2 separate regions of the Gossypium hirsutum genome follow, and region 2 is linked to region 1. Evidence: chromatin contacts called from public Hi-C data. All regions are on one chromosome and are shown on one strand. Each heading gives the region's core, a stretch centred on a gene start, on an enhancer-like site or on the middle of the called end of the contact. The rest is flanking DNA. Distances are from core to core; before and after follow the strand shown. Region 1 has its middle 6.2 kb from the start of LOC107931098. Region 2 holds the start of LOC107931072 (uridine kinase-like protein 3).

Region 1 (3,658 bases), core at 453-2,952:
CTTTGATCTTTGGATGAAAGTTTCGGTGTTCAACAAGGGATATGACTTTTGGTGGGAATTCTGGATTGAGATTTGGAGCAACAGGATGGGATGTAAGAGGTGTAGAAGATGAAGAGGATGGTCTATACATCATGGTGGGTTTGGGCCAAAAAACTCTTTTGTAAGCAAAGATTTTAGTTTTGGGCTTAGAAAGGAAATCAGCAAGAACATTTTCCTTTCCTTTTATGTACTTGGTGTCGAATTTGAATTGTGAAAACCATTCAGCCCATCAAAAGAGTTGAGGATGAGGGACTATTTTCTGTTTAAATTTGAGTATTTTGGGAAAAGAAGACATGTCTATTTCAACAAGAAAATGATATCCTGTAAGATGAAATTTAAATTTTGTAATACCTTTTTTGACCGCCAGAATCTCCTTGAAAGTAGAGTGGTGCTTCTGAGAACCTTCCACTTTTGTAACCACAGATATGTCTCTTGCCATTTCTTTCTTCAAATAAAATTGCACTCCAGTATTTGTCACTAGCATCTGTCTGTAAGATCCTTTTCCCATTAGAAGGAATTTGGAGTGGTGGCAGATTTTGCGTCAATTCTTTTAATCTTTGAACAGCTCTGGTTTGAGAGGATAACCATGATGGAGGTTCCTTCTTAAGCATCTTTCTCAAGTGATTAATATACTTAAAAACTTTAAGAATAAAATCTATAAGATAATTAACAATCCCTAAGAATTGTTGTACCTCTAACAGAAATATTCTTGAGTCTTTGACCTTTAATCTGAAATACGAGGGTGATATGGTCTTTGATCACAGTAGCATGCAATGCTTGGTCAAGCTCGGCTGGGATGCATTCAGTCAAAGTGTGAGTCAAAGACCAAGCACTACATGCTACTATGATCAAAGACCATCTCAGCCTCATATTTCAAATTGAAGGTCAAAAGCTCAAGAATATTTCTGCTAGAATCGAACTCCAGATTGCAATCTTCCTTTCCCTCCCTTTTCTCAATCATTCTTAATCTAGCTTTTTGGTTCTCTTCGAGTTGATTTAATGTTTTAGTTTCAATCAGCCTTGTAGTTATGCTTAATTTTTATACGTTAAATTTCTCATTGCCTTTCTGGTCACTTCAGGTTCCTATGGCAAGTGGAAGTGGACGTACAAGACAGTCACTCCTACAAAGGCCATTGCAAAATCAGTTGTAAGATGAAAAATCCATGGCCTGTGTATGTCAGAATTTCAAATTGATGCTCATTTATGGTTCCTTGTATAACTTTTTATACTCAATTTTTGAAAATAATATTACAGGTGTATCTACTGAAGCCTAGTAATGTGGCCCCAGAGCACTTTGAGAAATTGGTCAACCTCTTGGATTAGTTAGTTTACCAACATTTTTAAATGCTTTAGTACTGCTTTTAAGTTATATGTTCTACTCAATTGGTTCTATTTATTGCTTCTCATTTCTGTTTTTTATTTGTTTTATTTGCAGATATTAGTATATTACCATCCCTCTAATGGTGGTAGGTGGACATATTCATTGCGGGGTTTTGTTATATTTGGTGATTACATTTCAATACAGGTCAGCATGGGTCGGGTTAGCTGGGTCGTCTGAAATATGAGAGGGTTTAGGTAAAAATATAGGCTCGAAAAATGGGTTTGGACAAAAAAATAAAGCTTGTTTAAAAAACAGGCCGGGCCTCGAGTAAGACATTTTTTGCCCGGGCTCGGCCTGAATTAACTCAAGGAAAAAAATATGATTTTTTAAATATGATTTTTTTGTTATTTTCTCCCTATTTTGCTGCCATTTTACTATTATGTTGCTAGTATTTTGTTATTATTATTTAGATATTGTATAAAACTTATTTTATTGTTATTTTTATTATTATTTTAAAGATATTTGTTTGTTAAGTTGCATCTATCTTAGTGTTATTTAAGTATACATATTTTTTAAAATTTATTTTCAATTTGTTGGAAAATATTTATTTTGATATTTTTAGTATTTTTTATGTATTATATATATTTTAAAATCATATAAAAATAATATAAAAATTAATATGAGTGGGCTAGGTTGAGCCTGAGTTTTAGTATTTTTATCCGGGTTGGGCTTGGACAAATTTTAAAGCTCATTTTTTTGGACCAGGCCTGAGTCTAACAAAACAAGCCTAATTTTTAGTCGAGCCCAACCCAAACACTGGCCGACCCGACTCATGCTCACCTCTACATTCCAAAAGCACTTACAGCATGAGCAGCAGTAAGAATCTTCTGACAACATTGTGTATGTCTTTTGTATTTGGAAATTGGGATGTGTTCCACTTATATGCTGCGATTCCAGGAACACAGATAATGATATTCAGACTGAGCTTTACTTGGGAAAATTAGAAAGGACTGCTTTTGTTAACGTGCTGCTGAGGCTAATTGATCGTGGTCAGCATAGCAAAAGCGAACATCTTTCTAAGACTGTTGCTACATTAAAAAAACAGAATTCGATAATTATCTTAATTAGAGGGACTAAATTAGAAAATAGAATTCGATAAATTAAAATTAAAAAAACTCTATTTTAAAATGTTCTTAAATTTAATTTTCCTTATTATTATTCATTAATTTTATTCAATTAATCAATCCTAACTAAAATTAAAATATTGTTAAATAAAAATTAATCCATTTATTAAAATAAAATAAAATAAAATAATCTTTAGCTCACTCTTTATAATAATCCTAACATAAATTAGCTTCTTTGATAATAATCCTAATATAAGTCAACATATTTAAATAAGAAATTTACCCAAAACATATAACCCAATTTACTCTTCTTCTTCTTCTTTTTTGTTCTTTCATCATCATAGGGTTTTCATCCATCTAAGTAGTAAGCTGTATTCTCGTTTTATAGCTCCATAAACTTGTATACATGGAGATGAAGAATAGACAAGAAGATGAAGAAAGTAGCATCTTGTCGGAGCTTCCCGAAGACATCATGGTTGAAATCCTTGCTAAAATCCCAACAAAGTTTCTCTACAAGTCATTCAGGTGTGTATATAAATCATGGTATCGATTGATAAGTAGCACCGAGTTCATGAACAAGACTGCCATTCATCATAAACAAGGAATATTCATCCAATCCGTCCGGTACTTTCGTAGTACTACCAACACAAGTTTCTTGCAGATGGATGGTCTTAACTTCAACTTAACTAATTGTTGGAGCAAGAGGCAGCAGCAGCAAGCTTCAACAGAATGCTTGTTTTGAAGTCTCGTGACTTGTAGGAGAAACAAAGCAGAAAAACTCAAATGGATTTTTAAGTAAAACTAAAAATGGAGAGCATATGGATGAAAACTTGTTGAATTCATTCCCTTAAACTCAAAATGGCACAAAGCCAATACATAAACAAGTTTACAATCTTGACAAAACAGTAGGTTGACCTAAACTTCACCTACTACCACTAATACACATAGTAACTTGTGCTAATTAGCTTGAACAAATAAACAAAGCTGATTTATCAGCTCAATCAACATCAAAATTACATCAAGCATAAACCTAACATAGTTATAAAGCAACTAAGTTACATTACTCTAACTTAAAAATACAAAATGAAACATAAACAGCTTGCTGACTAGAAGAACCAGCAACTTCTGCATGTAGTGCCTTCGATGGTCTTGGTTGCTGCATGCTGACCATTAC
Region 2 (3,658 bases), core at 628-3,127, 33 kb before region 1:
TATAGTTTATTAAATTGGGATAAATATAAAATTTGATACATAAACTTTGATTTGATGCAATTATACATATGAAACTTGAATTGTAGTTCATATATATCTACGAAACTTTGATTTTGATTCAGTTGTATACATTTAAAGAAATGAATACATATATTTATTTTCATATTGGATTGATATAATATATTTGTGTATGCAATATATTAACAAAAAATCGTGTTAATTCAATTATAATGTTACTGTTTTGTGAAATTTGAATAAAACCAAAATTTTATTTATATAAAAATAAAAAAAATTAAAATTTATATATAATTTTAATATTTATCGTAATTACTCGCTTCATCATCCCATTACTAAATTATGGAATAATAAAATCTTATAATTATTTTAATGATTAAAAAAAAATAAAAAATTATTTAAATAAACAATACGTTTAATTACATAAAAATAACGGTAACGATAAAATTAAATATCGCAGTCAAAATAAATCCCATCCAGAGGAGCCATATAGAGAAGGCGATGAATACGGGAAAGACAGCTGTGAGAATAATAATTGAAGATTCGATAGGGAGTAGGGACCCACCTTTGAAAGGAAACACCCAGCCGTTGAAGAATGGGCCATACACCTGCCACTGGGGCCCACTGCTAACTGAAATAAAATCTACACCAATCAAATCCTTCATGTTTTCCACGTGTACTTCCCTCTCAAGGGGGCGGTGCTTTTATTGAGATGGTAAATGAGTTGGCTGAATTTTGAATAATATGTCGGATTTGAAATGGTAAAATTGCTATAGAGGCCCATATATTATAAGTTTAATTACATTTTACTCTTTTTATTTAAAAAATTGAATAAATTAGTCTCTGTATGTGATATAAAAGAACAAATTAATCTTTTTGTTAAAAACTAATCAATATAATAATTTAAATATATAGATATAACTGACCTTTTGCATAAATTACTCGAAATTGATAAAAACTCAAAAAACAATCACCTAGACTTGAGATCTGAAATCTAAAATGTAAAGAACTAAATTTCTAGAAATAAAAATATAAAGATTAAATTCTAAATTGTCGAGAAGTATAACAACTTATGATATATTTTAACCTAAACTAATTTACTTGGTGAAATGGAGGAGTTAAAGCACATGTTCTTTTGCATATGAAAAGTGAGTGACTTTGAATGTAATTGATTGTATATATCCAATAGAATTGATCTATATATGGTAAATAAAAGGATAAATTATAAAAATAGTCACTTTTTGTTTGCTTAAGATTATATTTTAATTATTTATATTTGAAATGTTACGTTTTAATCACTTACATTGTTGTTTTCTTACGAAGTAGTCATTCTGTCGTTAAGTTTCGTTACCTTCCTAACAACAATCCTACGTGGCAGTTCAAATGGGTTTTAAATGCCAACTTGCCAACTTGGATGTCCAACTAAGGTGATAATAGTTTTTTAGTCAAAATGAAAAAGAAAATTAAAAAGAGACGAACGATTTTTGTTTTCAAGTTCAAGGTGTAATTAATTTAAAATTTTTAATTAATTAAATTTATTTAATTAAAAACCTATTGTCGTCCCAATTGAACATCCAAGTTGGTATTTAAAACTCATTTTGATTATCGTTAGGGAGGTAACGGAGTTTAACAATAGAGTAACCACTATGTAACAAAACAATAACGTAAGTGACTAAAACGTAATATTTTAAACATAAATGATTAAAATATAATCTGAGGCAAACAAAAATGATTACTTTTATAATTTACCCAAAATAAAAATATCATTTTGATTAAAAATTAAAACTTTAGGGTCCAAAATGCAAATTCAAATTCAAATACAAATTGCTTACACAAAACCTCTCACTCACTCTTAAACTGTATAAATACCTTGAACTAAAATCAATTTCCCCATACATCTCACCACCACTCTCTAAAAAAGAACATTTTTTTCCCTCTCCCTCCCTCTAATAATCCATTGAATCTGGTAATTTCAATTCAATAAATCCTCATTTTACTAGTTAATCTTTTTTTTTACTTGGTTTTTTCTTTGTTCTGCTTTAAGTGACCTAGTAAATATATAACCTTTGCTTGAAATTCACTATTTTCTCTTTTGTTTTTGCTTGTGTTTAGTGTGTTGATTTTGATCTGGGTATTTTTAATTCTTTCAAAAAGTGTTAGGGTTTATGAAGAGATTATATAGATGCTAGATTCACCTGATTGAAGCTAAGACTCTTGTTTTTTGGTGGTGGATTTTACTTGAATGTTGTTAAGTATAACTCTGTTTTGTTGTATTAGAGATTGGATTCATGTGTGGTGCTTGTGTTTGAATGTTTGTGAGTGATCTTTATTGGGGTTGTTTCTATGATGATTCAGCTTCTTAATGAATTTACTGTAACGGGGTTGTTTGCAACAGGGATTTAAATTGCGGTCGCGGTCGCGTTTTCGGTCGCATTGCGTTTATCGCGGTTGCGGACATAACGGATGCTATTGCGGTCATTGCAGGTATCGCGGTCGTGAATTTTACATTACTTATTGTGTATTGCGGGTATAGCGGGTTTCGGCAGTAGCGGTTTCGGACGGTGCCGTTACCGCTATATAACGGCCGCTATTTCGGTAACGGACCGCTATTTTGCAATATGAATGGACTAAGATTCAATTCAATCAAGCAAGATAGTCCATGTTGGATTTAGCTTATATAATATTCTATCTCATATATTTGTTTTCTCTTATATTATGTGTAGGCTTAAGGATATGGGTTCTGCAGCAGTTGAGAATATGATAGAGGCTTCTTCTGGGGTGCATTTTTCTGGGTTCCACATGGATGGTTTGGATTCTAGACATATCAAGAAGCCTATGATTTCACCGGCTACTGAAAATATGCATAATCAACCTTTTCTTATCGGTAAGTTCAAAAATATTGTTCTTGTATTACTTATGTTGTTTTTTAGATGCAATAATGATCCAAAGTTGTTTAAGATTGATGAAAAAAACTCTATGGACATCCAAGCACCTCTTTAATTTTTATTTTTTGAAGAAACGATTACCATAATAGTATATAGTATTTGTTGAGGGTGGATTGGCTCCTTTGGGAGAAGTCTTCGAAGAGTTGTTCTTTAGAACCCTGAACCCCCAACAATCGAAGATATTGTCCCCGTGTTCGGGTTTTGCCCTCAGCTTCTGTGAAGAGCCGGTTCGCAGATGGGAATGCCTTAGTTGGTGAAGATAGGTACGGGCAAGACTCAAGAAATGTGTCAATATAGGGTGTGAGAATAATAATGGAGGGACCTGGGCGCGGGCAGGATGGCATGAACCACCAACCAAGGCTTAATGGCAACATGTTTGCAAACATGGTACAACTTGCCTAGAGGACGACACTTTGAAGACTTCTCTCGAAGAGTCGATATACCCTCAACAATTTTCTACAAAATATCACCTCTTTTCCTTTTCATTGGCCCAAGATGCAAGCCTTGTTGATTATACTATGTGGTATTTGGTTAATGAATTGGTTTCTTTCAATTACTTAGAGCTTTTTTCCTTTAGATTTCTATCTTATTTAACTTTGGCTATTATTTTTTGGTTCAGGAGTTGCTGGTGGAGCAGCGTCCGGTAAGACTACAGTCTGTGATATGATTATTCAGCAACTTCATGATCAACGTGTGGT

Evidence for each region. A called contact is a pair of places that touch in the nucleus more often than the background predicts.
Region 2: a contact with region 1 is called in a Hi-C map of fibers, with 1.7 times the contacts expected there. The contact joins the promoter of LOC107931072 here to the enhancer-like site in region 1. A contact is called at or near these places in 5 of 34 Hi-C or Micro-C datasets (fibers, leaf and seedling).

The regions. Positions count from the first base shown.
Region 1 is chrA04:334,190-337,847 of Gossypium_hirsutum_v2.1, reverse strand. No RefSeq gene overlaps it. Among protein-coding and RNA genes, the nearest start is that of LOC107931098, 6.2 kb to the left of the region's middle. Within about 2 kb of position 1,702, at least 1 of the 9 cell types and tissues checked has an H3K27ac peak or open chromatin away from gene starts, as enhancers often do. A contact at or near this core is called in fibers, where this site is marked.
Region 2 is chrA04:367,558-371,215 of Gossypium_hirsutum_v2.1, reverse strand. It overlaps LOC107931072 (uridine kinase-like protein 3), which reads left to right and starts at 1,877. Exons shown (of 16, transcript XM_016862859.2): 1 at 1,877-1,981; 2 at 2,411-2,499; 3 at 2,739-2,899; 4 at 3,580-3,658. The coding sequence starts at 2,749.